2 separate regions of the Sus scrofa genome follow, and region 2 is linked to region 1. A link is a contact called in public HiChIP or PLAC-seq data. All regions are on one chromosome and are shown on one strand. The core of a region is the stretch at or near the end of the contact, and the rest is flanking DNA. Distances in the headings are between cores, read along the strand shown. Region 1 overlaps IFNAR2 (interferon alpha and beta receptor subunit 2). Region 2 has its middle 34 kb from the start of IFNAR1.

Evidence for each region. HiChIP or PLAC-seq counts read pairs in DNA pulled down with a chosen protein or histone mark.
Region 2: an H3K27ac HiChIP or PLAC-seq map of alveolar macrophages shows a contact between it and region 1. The contact joins two enhancer-like sites. A contact is called at or near these places in 2 of 47 Hi-C or Micro-C datasets (blood and liver) and 2 of 2 datasets of contacts at active chromatin or transcription factors (alveolar macrophages and skeletal muscle).

The regions. Positions count from the first base shown.
Region 1 is chr13:196,808,133-196,814,208 of Sscrofa11.1, forward strand. The region is part of intron 1 of IFNAR2 (interferon alpha and beta receptor subunit 2); the gene reads left to right. Among named protein-coding and RNA genes, the nearest start is that of IL10RB, 42 kb to the right of the region's middle. Within about 2 kb of position 3,884, at least 13 of the 83 cell types and tissues checked have an H3K27ac peak or open chromatin away from gene starts, as enhancers often do. A contact at or near this core is called in alveolar macrophages, where this site is marked.
Region 2 is chr13:196,956,872-196,962,947 of Sscrofa11.1, forward strand. No RefSeq gene overlaps it. Among named protein-coding and RNA genes, the nearest start is that of IFNAR1, 34 kb to the left of the region's middle. Within about 2 kb of position 2,495, at least 4 of the 83 cell types and tissues checked have an H3K27ac peak or open chromatin away from gene starts, as enhancers often do. A contact at or near this core is called in alveolar macrophages, where this site is marked.

The DNA of each region.
Region 1 (6,076 bases), core at 2,634-5,133:
GCCTGGGAACTTCTGCATGCCATGGGCAAGGCCAAAATAATAATAATAATAATGTAGAATTAATAGAGAACTTCTTTGGAAATTATAGGTAGAATAAAATGTTATTGTTATATATATCCAGACACCAAAAAAATAAAGTAGAAGAGGAAAATGGAAGGAGATAGGAGTTGTTCCCTGATAGCCTGGTAGGTTGGGTGTCTGGCACTATCACCTAGTGGCTCAGGTCGCCGCTGTGCTGCAGGTTTGATCCCTGGTCTGGGGAACTTCCACATGGCGTGGGCGCACCTCCCCGCACCCCCACTCCCCCACTGAAAAAAATGGGATTATATCCTATGGTTCTTATCTTTTAAGCATGAATCAATAAATATGGTTTAAGGAGTTCCCACTGTGGCACAGCAGAAACGAATACGACTGGTAACCATGAGGTCATGGGTTCGATCCCTGGCCTTGCTCAGTGGGTTGAGGATCCAGCGTTGCAGTGATGGTGTAGATTGCAGATGTGGCTCGGATTCCAAGTTGCTATGGCTGTAGCTCCATTTAGACCCCTAACCTGGAAACCTCCATATGCCTCGGGTGCAGCCCTAAAAAGCAAAAAAATATATATGTGTATATGGTTTAATAGATAAAATGCTGTGAATACATCATATTCCAACTTCCTAGTGTCTTTTGCAACCTTTTTCTAACTTTAGAGGGATATTTTAGGCAGTTATTCTTTCTTATGGAGATAATTTAAATGTCAACAATTTCTTCAGCTTTTGCTTCTGTTTGTTTTTTTTTTTTTTTCCAAGTAAAATTAAATTTAGGCAGAAACACCCTGAGTGTGTGTGTGTGTGTGTGTGTGTGTGTGTCTGTGTCTGTTTCTGTGCATAGAAAGATCTCTGGGATTACGTCCACCAGATGTTAATGATGGAAATATCTGGACGCTGAGATGTGTTTTTTTGTTTGTTTGTTTGTTGCTGCCCTGCAGCATATGGAGTTCCCAGCCCAGGGATCAGATCCCAGCCGCAGTTGTAACCTGTGCCGTACCTGCAGCAACACTGGGTCCTTAACTCACTGTGCCGGGCCGGGGATCCAACATGCATCCCAGGGCTCCCAAGACGCCACCGATCCCCTTGTGCCACAGCGGGAACTCCATGGGATTTTTACTTCAAACATCATTTAAAAAAATTTTTAATGAACACATAGAAGAATTTTTACTGAAACAGAAAGATCTTTGTAAAATACATTCAAAACAAATATGCCAAGATGTTAACCCTGGTTGATGCTTGGTAGTAACATAAAGATGATTGTTATTTTCCTCTTTGTGCTTTTCATATTTTTTTTTAATTTCCAGGAAAAAATTGTGTAATTTTATTTTGTAGTCTTTCTGAATCCATTCATTCACTGACTAGCAAAGACGTGCCAGGCATCAGGCTGTGCCAGATAGAAGAAAAGACACAAGTCTGTTCTTTATCGGGAGAATGGGAGGCAGCCAGTTCTGCAGGGCCGTCTGTCCACCTGTCTGTCTGTCTAGGAGGAGTTGGAATTCAGAGAATAATCACTTTGCTGGGTAGTATTCATTTGGGTGGGGGCAAGGGGGGATGGAGGGGCATTGACAATTGGTGGTATTTGTTTGGGTATCAATGGCAAGGGTGTCTGGGGGAGTGGGGTAGGAGAAAGCCAGAGGAGGGTATGATGTGTCCCCCAGCACTCGCCACTCACATGGGACAGTTACTGCAGGGAGCACTAGAGAAGCCGATGGCAGTCCTGAATTCAGCCTAAGGCCCTGATACCCTGTCAGGCAACCCAGGCTGGGCTGGCAGCAGAATCTGCAGAGCTCAGAGCAAAATTAAAAGGCAGGGCCCATTTATTCAGAAAGCAGGAACGAGTACCATTGAAGGTACCAAAATATAAAGCTCTTTGTTTTCATCCATAATTTCTCTTCAACTTGTCTTGCTCTCTCTCTCTCTCTTTTTTTTTTTTTTTTTTTTGCTATTTAATGTCATTCTAAGTAAAAAAAAAAAAAAATGTATTTAGAAGCATGAATTTTACCATTCTACCCCATGTTATGCAAAGCCAGATCTAAATGCAAATATAGGAGTATTTAATCCAGATGGAAAATCACCAGATTACCGAGCTGGCATTTTATAGCACAAACTGGGAGCATTCAACCAGAAGCAGCAAACTTGAGCCAGACTGGGGAGGGTACAAGGAGGAAGGGGGGGGGTTCCCCACCCAGGGACACAACCAGCCCACAGAGCACTCCCTCTGCACGGAGATACTCAGGGGCAGTGCTGCTCCCCACAGATGCCCGAGGCCCCTCTGCCCTGGCCACCCTGGGCACACATGCCCTTGGGCCTGGGGGATGCTGGGAACCCGCTCGTGCTGGCCACGCCACACACCAGCCTGGGATGGGCTCAGGGAAAGTCAGACCTTTGTCTCCCCTTCCCATGGATCTGCCATCCCAGCCCCTGGCATATTGGTGACATCCAAGGTTGTTCCTTGACAGAAAGAAAAAATGGTCTGTAGGCCAAAAGAGCATGGCATTTTCCAGGAAATTTTCATCTGGAAATGAGCAGTGCCAAGATAGCTTCAACAATGGAAATTCAAAGGAAACGAGTGATTTAGGAATCCAAAAAAAAAAAAAAGGAGTAAATGAGGGAAAAACCAAATCATGCTGGCCTCAGACTTCTCCAGAACTGTGCTAAATGCCAGAAGACAGTGGTGCTGAGGGAAGACTAAGGGCAAGAAGCTTTTTCGCAAGAGGGTATTTCATTCAGCGAAGAGGTCATTCAAGTTGCAAGTCAACAGCAGGCCTTCTCAGGAGTTCCCGTTGTGATTCAGTGGGTTAAGAACCCAACTAATATCCATGTGGATATGGGTTCATTCCCTCACCTCCCCCTCCGTGGGTTCAGGATCTGGCATTTCTCTGACTGTGGTGTAAGCCAGCAGATGCAACTCCGATTTGACCCCTAGCCTGGGAAGGTGGGGCCCTAAAAAGAAAAAAAAAAAAAAAGAAAAGAAAAAAGAAAACCACGGGAAAAAAAAAAAAAAACCAACAGGCAGGAGGCCTTCTCAAATTTGCACCCAATAGCTCTTATGGGAAAACAAAACAAAACTCCTGGATAACAAAATCCAGCAAATAGCAAATAAAGAGACTAGTCAAAATAAAAAACTCAGGTATGGAGAACTTGTGATAAAAAGGAATGCCATCTAAGTCGGCTCCTTGAAAACTCTGCTCCTGGCCATGCTGTGTACCTGGATTGAGGCTGACCTAGACACCAGACCAGCCAGTCATCTTCCGAGCGAGGCAGCCCAGGGACAGCGTCCACTCTGCCTGGCTTACCCTCTCTGCACACACAAGATGGCATCGGTGCAACATGGGGCTCTCCCATGATGCGACCAGTTACTGTCCCCCCAGAAAAGAATGTCAGCAGTCCTGGGGTGCAGAGAGAGGGGCCAGGCAGGGCCTTGGACCCCATCCTGCCGGGGAGGGAGAAGCAAGACCCAAGTGTGAACTGAGGCTCCAAGCCCACCACGTGTTGCCATTGTCCCATTCGACTTTACTAACTAGCCTGAAGTTCAAAGATAAAAAGATGAAGAATTTCAAGATGGCCCAGTGAGAGCACTAAACCACATGTGGGACCCTTTCTGTGTGCAGTGTCCGGGGGGGAGGGGGGTTGGTGGCCAAAGCTGGCCCTGGCTACAGAGATGAGAGTTGCAAGAGCTGTGCTTCAGCAAGCCTGATTGGTTGAGAACCAGGGAGAGACCAAAAATACCCCATTAACAATTCCAGGCACGATGCCCAGATGGGCAATTAGATTTCTCCAAGCAAACAAGACGCGAGAACCAGACATCTGGTTGAAAGTAGAGTATGAGTCACCAGGAACAAAGATGGGAAGGAGGCCGCCCCTGGCCCAGATCAGGGAAGCGAGCCTGCTCATTGTGTAGTTGTGTGTGTGTGCTTCTCAGCTGCTAAGGAGATGAAAGGTTCTGCAAACACAGAACAAAGGCAAAGATGTACCACCATCAGAACAAAACAGAGGGACCAGAGCCCCCAAGGCAGATGATCAGGTATACGGGAGTCAGGCCCAAGGTGGCATATAATAATCTTGGTGCACCCAGTATCTGGGGGATGCCCTCGACTGTGCAGGCTTCTCCCTGTTGGAAAATGGCTCGGATCGTCAGTGTCCAAAAATGAGACACATGGACAAGGGGAGATCTTGACACGCCTCTTTACTTCTGCAGAAGGGTGCAGGTACTCCAAAAGCACGCGCAAAGAAGAGAAGACCCTCCCTATTTATCCCTAACGCAGGTGAGGTACCTGTCCCCTTCCCATGGGTCAGGTCAGGGTGCCCATTCTGCCCGGTTGGCTAATTGAAACAAACTATTGCTGGGAGAAGAGGGAAAGAGGAGGCGGTCGCAGAAGGACATCTCAGCTGAAACCGGAGCAAAATGGAGTAACCAAGATTTCCTTTGAGGGGCATGTTTGGCGCAGTCAGTCTGTTCGCTGTTTCAGCTCTTAACCTGTTTATTCAGAAAGTATTTGAAAGTTCTTGAGAGACGGGATTAAGATGGCGGAATAGAAGGACTGGAGCTCAACTTCTCTCCTAAAAACAACAAAATTCACAACTAAAGACTGAGCACACGTCACCAAAATGGACCGGAAACCTTAAAAAAGATGCCCTACTCCAGAAGAAAAAGAGGAGGCCACATCAAGAGGTAGGAGGGGCGATTTCACGATATAAACAACCCCATACCTCCTGGATGGGAAGCTCCACAGACTGGAAACTAACTGGTTCACAGAGACTCACCTACAGGAGTGAGAGTTCTGAGCCACACATCAAACTCTCACATGTGGGGATCTGGCACAGGGAGAAAGAGCCCCTGGAGCATCTGGCATTGAAGGCCAGTGGGGCTTGTGTGCAGGAGCTCCACAGGACTGGGGGAAACGGAGACCCCATTCTTAAAAGGCGCACACAGACTTTCACGTGCACTGAGTCCTAGGGCAAAGCAAAGTCTCCAAGGGAATCTGGGTCAAACCTGACCGCAGTTCTTGGAGGACATCCTGGGAAAACAGAGGTGAATGTGGCTTGTTGTGAAGGAAGGACATTGAAAGCAAAGCTTTCGGGAATATTTAGCAGCTGTGTCTTTCTCTGGAGGTGGCCATTTTGGGAAAATCTGACCCCACCCATCAGCCAGCTGCTGAGAAGCCCCAGGGCAAACAACAACCCAGGTGGGATCACAGCCCCGCCCCTCAGTAAACAGGCTACCTAAAGACCCCTCAGGCACACAGCTGCCTCTAATCCCATCCAAAGACTAAGCCCCACCCCCCAGAGGGATTACAATCAGCTCCTCCTACCAGGGGGCAGGCATCAGCCCCTCCCATCAGGAAGCCTACACCAAGCCTCCATACTGACTTCAGCTACAGGGGGGGCAGACATCAGAAGTAAGAGAGGCTACAACTCTATTATCTGTAAGAAGGTCCACCACACCAAAAACCTATAAAAATGAAAAGACAGAGGACTATAACTCAGATGAGGGGGAAAGGAAAAACCCCAGAAAAACAGCTAAGCCATGAGGAGATTCTCAGCCTCCAGGAAAAAGACTTTAGACTTTTGATGCGGAAGAAGATGCAAGACATTGGAAATAAACTGGAGGCAAAGATGGATAACTTACAGGAAACACTGACCAAAGAGATACAAGATATAAAACTTAAACAAGAAGAGATGCAAAATACAATAACTGAAATAAAAAATTCATTAGAAGTAGCTAACAGCAGAATACAGGAGGCAGAAGAACAAATAAGCGAAGTGGAGGACAGATTAGTGGAAATTAGGATGCAGAACAGAAAAGAGAAAAAAGATTGAAAACAAATGAAGAGAGTCTCAGAGAACTCTGGGACAACGTGAAACTCACCAACATGTGTATTATGGGGTGCCAGAAGGAGAAGAGAGAGAGAAGGAGACAGAAAAAATATTCCAAGAGATAATAGCCGAAAACTTCCCTAACATGGGGAAGGAATCACTCACTCAAATCCAGGAAGCACAACAAGTACCATACAAAATGAACCCAAGGAGGAACACCCTGAGACACA
Region 2 (6,076 bases), core at 1,245-3,744, 150 kb after region 1:
GCTAGGGATTGAATAGGCGCTGTAGCCACTGGCCTACGCCAGAGCCACAGCAACGCGGGATCCGAGCCGCATCTGCAACCTACACCACAGCTCACAGCAACGCCGGATCCTTAACCCACTGAGCAAGGCCAGGGATCGAACCCGCAACCTCATGGTTCCTAGTCGGATTCGTTAACCACTGAGCCACGACAGGAACTCCTGTGCCACCTTCTAACTGGTCCCCTCCTCTCTTGCTGTTTTCCAAGTCATTCTCTTTACAGGAGAGAGTGGCTCATCGTGGGGTTGGGGGCAGGCACTGGGGGTACCTGTCAGATGCTTTTCCATGGTGCTTTGGTTAAGCCCCAAATTCTTTTCATGCATCACCTGGCTCTTTCTCCAGCCCAACCTTCCCAGCCTTGCATTCCTTGAATTCCTTGAGCTATGACTCTGGGACCAGGCTGTGAGCTCCCTCTGTGGCCCCCTCCGCACTCTGTACTCCACCCCACCCTGGAAGTGACTCCCGTAGGGACCGTTCCCTGCCTAGACTGCCAGCTCCTAGAAGGCAAGACAGAGACCGTCCTGCTCACTACAGTGGCCACAGGGCTCAGCATCACACCTTGTACAAGTGGACATTAAGACTTGTTTTGTTTTTCATTTTAGGGCCGCGCCTGTGGCATATGGAGGTTCCCAGGCTAGGGGTCCAATTGGAGCTGCAGCTGCCAGCCTACGCCACAGCCGCAGCAACACAGGATCTGAGCCACTTCTGTGACCTACCCTACAGCTCAAGGCAACACCAGATCCTTAATGCATTGAGTGGGGCCAGGGATCGAACCTGCGTCCTCATGGATACCCGTCGGGTTTGTTACCGCTGAGCCATGGTGGGAACTCCCACCACACATTTTTAAATGAATGAATAAATTGAGTTCCCGATGTCACTCAGTGGTGAATGAACCCGAAGAGTATTCATGAGGACATGGGTTCGATCCCTGGCCTCACTCAATGCATTAAGGATCTGGCAATGCCATGAGCTCTGGTGTAGGTTGCAGACTTGGCTCGGATCCCGTGTTGCTGTGGCTGTGGTGGAGGCCGGCAGCCACATTAGACCCCTGGCTGGGAACCTCCATGTGCCACGGGTGTGGCCCTAAAAAAAAGAAAGACAATAAATAAATGTTACATGCCTTCCCTTGTACCCCTGAATTCCCCAGGTGGCCTGGAGTGAAAGAAATTGGAAAATCAGGGACAAAGAGGTCCGGGGAAAGGGCGGGTCTCAGTGTCTATTATCAGCGCTCTCCAGAGCACTTCCACCATGGGGGAGGCACTGGTCCACCAGGTGAACGAGCCCACCCTTCCAACGGAGGGCATCAGCCTCCATCCTCAGCCCCCGTGGTGTTTGCACAGTGAGCCCAGGACTAGGGTAGCCATGAAAGAAACTCCACCAGGGCCCAACATCCTGGATTCCCTGGCCCCAAGGCTGATCATCCAAGCAGCCCACATGGATGCTACGTCCTATGCAGTTAACATCCTTCACCCACCCACGCTCCAAGCTTCTGGTCACTTCTACCTGGAGGGGTAAGAATTCATTTCGACTGAGATGAATGCTGTTTCTTGCATGCCTGGCAGTGCCTCAGTCCCCACCGCTATCCAAGGGTCAAAAGACTGTATGGTGGCCCTTGACGGCATCAATATAGCCATGCAGAAGCTGTATTTGACACAATATGGTTGTATTCATTTTTTAAAGATGACCACTGAAGTGAAAGCAAATTCTGAAATTTCTAGAAGAGGGTTAGTATACCCCACACATAAATCTGCAACCTGAAAAACACTGGCTTGGAACTTTTTCTTAAATGCTCTGCCCCAATTCTTTCCAAAGGGTTGCACACTAAGCTCAGCGTATTTTTACCCTCAGAAGATAGGTATTCAAAGCGTGGTTATGCAGGGAGCTTCTTCTGCTTCTTATTCTTCTTTTTTATTTTTACTTTATTTTATCTTTGGCTTTGTAGGGCTGCACCTGCAGCACATGGAAGTTCCCAAGCTAGGGGTCCAATCGGAGCTGTAGCGGCCAGCCTACGCCAGAGCCACAGCCATGCAGGATCCGAGCCGCGCCTGCGACCTACACCACAGCTCACAGCAACGCCGGATCCTTAACCCACTGAGCAAGGGCAGGGATCGAACCCACATCCTCATGGATACTAGTTAGATTCCTTTCCGCTGCGCCGCAATGAGAACTCGCACGGGGAGTTTCTTGAAGTTCTTGTCTTTGTGACCATCTCAACCTGAACAACGAGGAAAGGAAAGAAGAATTCAGAATCTTGTTCTGGTCACCATGACCTGACCCAGAAATGGTTTGTTTGTTGGTTTTACCAAGAACGAGAAAACAGTTGAGTCAATACTTAGCTTCCTTTTGCCTTGTAGTGAGTACAATGTTGTAGATGAGTCATTGAGAAGGAAGCCCTCAGTCCACAGAGACAGCCTTGGAGAGGATGGGAAGAAACAAGCCCCGCTTCAGAGCTGAGCTGGACCTGAAAGGAGACAGCTCTGGCCCCAGGGTATCAACCCTGTACTGCACGTCCTCCCGGCTGAGTTGTCTCTGACTCATCTTTTGGCTCTTGTCTTTTGAACAAGAAGGTGGGTGGTACAGAGCAGTCAGAGCTATGACCCAAGACAGAGGACTAACACTACAGCATCTCCTGCCCCCACGACCCCAAGGAGAGGCCAGACCCTGCTGGGTACCACTTTGAGGTTATGATGAGAGTTCAGTGTGGGGACAGCGTTTGGCATCACTCCTTCCTTCTTTGACTACTGAACCCTATACATAGTCTTTTTTTGGTTTTGGTTTTTGCTTTGCTTTGCTTTGCTTTTTAGGGCCACACCCACGGCATGGGGAGGTTCCCAGGCTAGGGGAGGAGTCCAATCAGAGCTATAGCTGCTGGCCACAGCCACAGCCACAGCCACATCGGATCTGAGCCTCGTCTGCAACCTACACCACAGCTCACGGCAATGCCAGATCCTTAACCCACTGAGCAAGGCCAAGGATCAAACCCACAACCTCATGGTTCCTAGTCGGATCCATTTCCGCTGTGCCACGACAGGAACTCCAATAAACAGCCTTAATATAGTCTATGAGATCTCCTCTTTCTACAGAGCATGGTGCAATGTATTCTCTTCAGTTGACCCGTGTGGGGAAGTCTTGTAAAAAGACTCAAATTCTTCCCTTTCATCTTAATTCAACTAGTTAACTCAGGAGCCATAATGGAAAAATGGTTAAGTTGTTGAAGAAAATGACAAAACAAAAATAACTTTTCCCCAAATGATAGGTAAATAAGTTTATTAAGTATACTCTAAAATTCTCATTTAAAATTGCTTCTCAGGAGTTCCCGTCGTGGCACAGTGGTTAATGAATCCGACTAGGAACCATGAGGTTGTAGGGTTCGATCCCTGGCCTTGCTCAGTGGGTTAAGGATCCAACGTTGCCATGAGCTGTGGTGTAGGTTGCAGACTCGGCTCGGATCCTGCATTGCTGTGGCTCCGGCGTAGGCCGGTGGCTACGGCTCCAATTAGACACCTAGCCTGGGAATCTCCATATGCTGTGGAAGCAGCCCTAGAAAAGGCAAAAAGATAGATAAATAAATAAATAAATAAAATTGCTTCTCAGAGTTCCCACTGTGGCACTTCAGGATCAGCATCTCTGGAGTGCTGGGGGCAGGTTTGATCCCTGACCTGGCTGAATGGATTAAAGATCCAGTGTTGCCACAGCTGCGATGTAGGTCACAGCTGCAGCTGGGATCTGGTTCCTGGCCCCAGGAACTCCATATGCCACAAGGCAGCCACAAAAAAAGGAAAAAATTGCTTCTCAACAAACCACGGAACAGGGCACCTCCATAGGTTTTACTCAGGGGGCTCAATTTCGGGCAAATTTTTATAAGATTGCATCTCACTGAAATCTGTTCAGAGTTACGTTAAGAATTTTTGCAGTGTTTATTGAACTTTCTGACTGCACGTGTAATAAGAGGAACATGGAATAGCTATCTAATAGAGGTGGAACAAGAATCAGGTCCTTGCAAAACTTTCCTTAAAAAAGACACATGCAAAAAAAATAAAAAATACCTACTCCTGGGCATCTACCCAGAGAAAACCACGACTCACAAAGACACATGTACTCCAATGTTCATTGCAGCGCTATTTACCATAGCCAAGACATGGAAACATCCTAAATGTCCATCGACAGAGGATTGGATCCAGAAGATGTAGTACATATACACAATGGAATATTACTCAGCCATTAAAAAGAAGAAAATACCAGCATTCTTAGCAACATGGATGGACCTAGAAACTATCATGCTAAGTGAACTCAGCCATACAAAGAGACACCAACATCAAATGCTTTCACTGACATGTGGAATCTGAAAAAAGGACAGACGGAACTTCTTTGCAGAACAGAATCTGACTCACAGACATTGAAAAACTTATGGTCTCTGGAGGAGATAGTTTGGGGGATGGGGGGATGTGCTTGGGCTGTGGGATGGAAATCCTGTGAATCAGACTGTTATGATCATTATACACCTACAGATGTGATAAATTCATTTGAGTAATAAAAAAATAAGTAAATAAATAAAAATAAAATAAAAAATAGAAAAATTTTAAATTAAAAAAAAAAGACACATGCACCGTGTGTTCATTGCAGCACTATTCACAATAGCCAAGACATGGAAACAACCCAAATGTCCATTGACAGAGGATTGGATTAGGAAGATGTGGAATATGTACACAATGGAATACTACTCAGCCATAAAAAAGAACAGAATAATGCCATTTGCAGCAACATGGATGGAACTAGAGACTCTCATACTGAGTGCAGTAAGTCAGAAAGAGAAAGACAAATACCATATGATATCGCTTATATCTGGAATCTAATATGAGGCACAAATGAACTTTTCCACAGAAAAGAAAATCATGGACCTGGAGAATAGACTTGTGGTTGCCGGGGGGAGGGAGTGGGGTGAATGGGGTGCTTGGGGTTAATTGATACAAACTCTTGCCTTTGGAATGGATTGGCAATGAGATCCTGCTGTGTAGCACTGGGAACTATATCTAGTCACTTATGATGGAACATGATAATATGTGAAAATAGAATGTGTACATGTTAAAAAAAAAAAAAACTGGAAACACACTTCTCCAGAAAGCCAAAAAAAAAAAAAAAAATCAGGTCATTGGAAGTTCCTGTTGTGGCACAGCAGAAACAAGCCCGACTAGTATCCATGAGGATGCAGGTTCGATCCCTGGCCTCGCTCGTGGGTCAGGGATCTGGCATTGCGTGAGCTGTGGTGTAGGCCAGCAGTTATAGCTCCAATTCGATGCCTAGCCTGGGAACTTCCATATGCCACAGGTGCAGCCCTAAAAAGCAAAAAAAAAAAAAAAAAAAAAAAAATCAGGTCCTTAATTTTCACCATCTGGCATCTCCTCTCAATCGCATGGCACATCTACGGCTCAGGCCCCGGAGAATCACCTTGAGAATTGCTCTCTAACTCGTCTCCCAGGGTTGAGAGCATGACAAAGCATCAACGAGAGTTCATCTAACCACCGGCTTTTCTGAACATAGAAAGCAGCAAATGGACCTTTTATTTTGGTCTTATTTAGTCCCGACCCTCAGCATATGGAAGTTCCCAGGCTAGGGTTTGAATCAGAGCTGCAGCTGTGCCTACACCACAGCCACAGCAACTCCGGATCTGAGTGGCATCTGTGACCTATACCACAGCTTGTGGCAATGTGGGATCCTTAGCTCACTGAGGAAGGCCAGGGATGGAACCCACATCCTCATGGATACTCATCAGATTCTTAATCTGCTGAGCCACAGTGGGACCTCCAGCAGCAGGTGGACCTCGAAGTACCCTCTGAATGTTCCTTTGCTAAACCACAATTGGATGTTATTCCTCAGGCTTTTCAAGGGGCCATGGCTTTTCCCATCCTCACCTCCTGCCTTTTTGTCTGCTTACCTACTGCTTGCCTATTGACCTTCTTTTTACTTCTCAGAGCTCTTTCCCAGCTCGGCCTTCATAAACAAGGGCTTCTCCACATCCCTCCCCACCCATCCTCCTTCCCC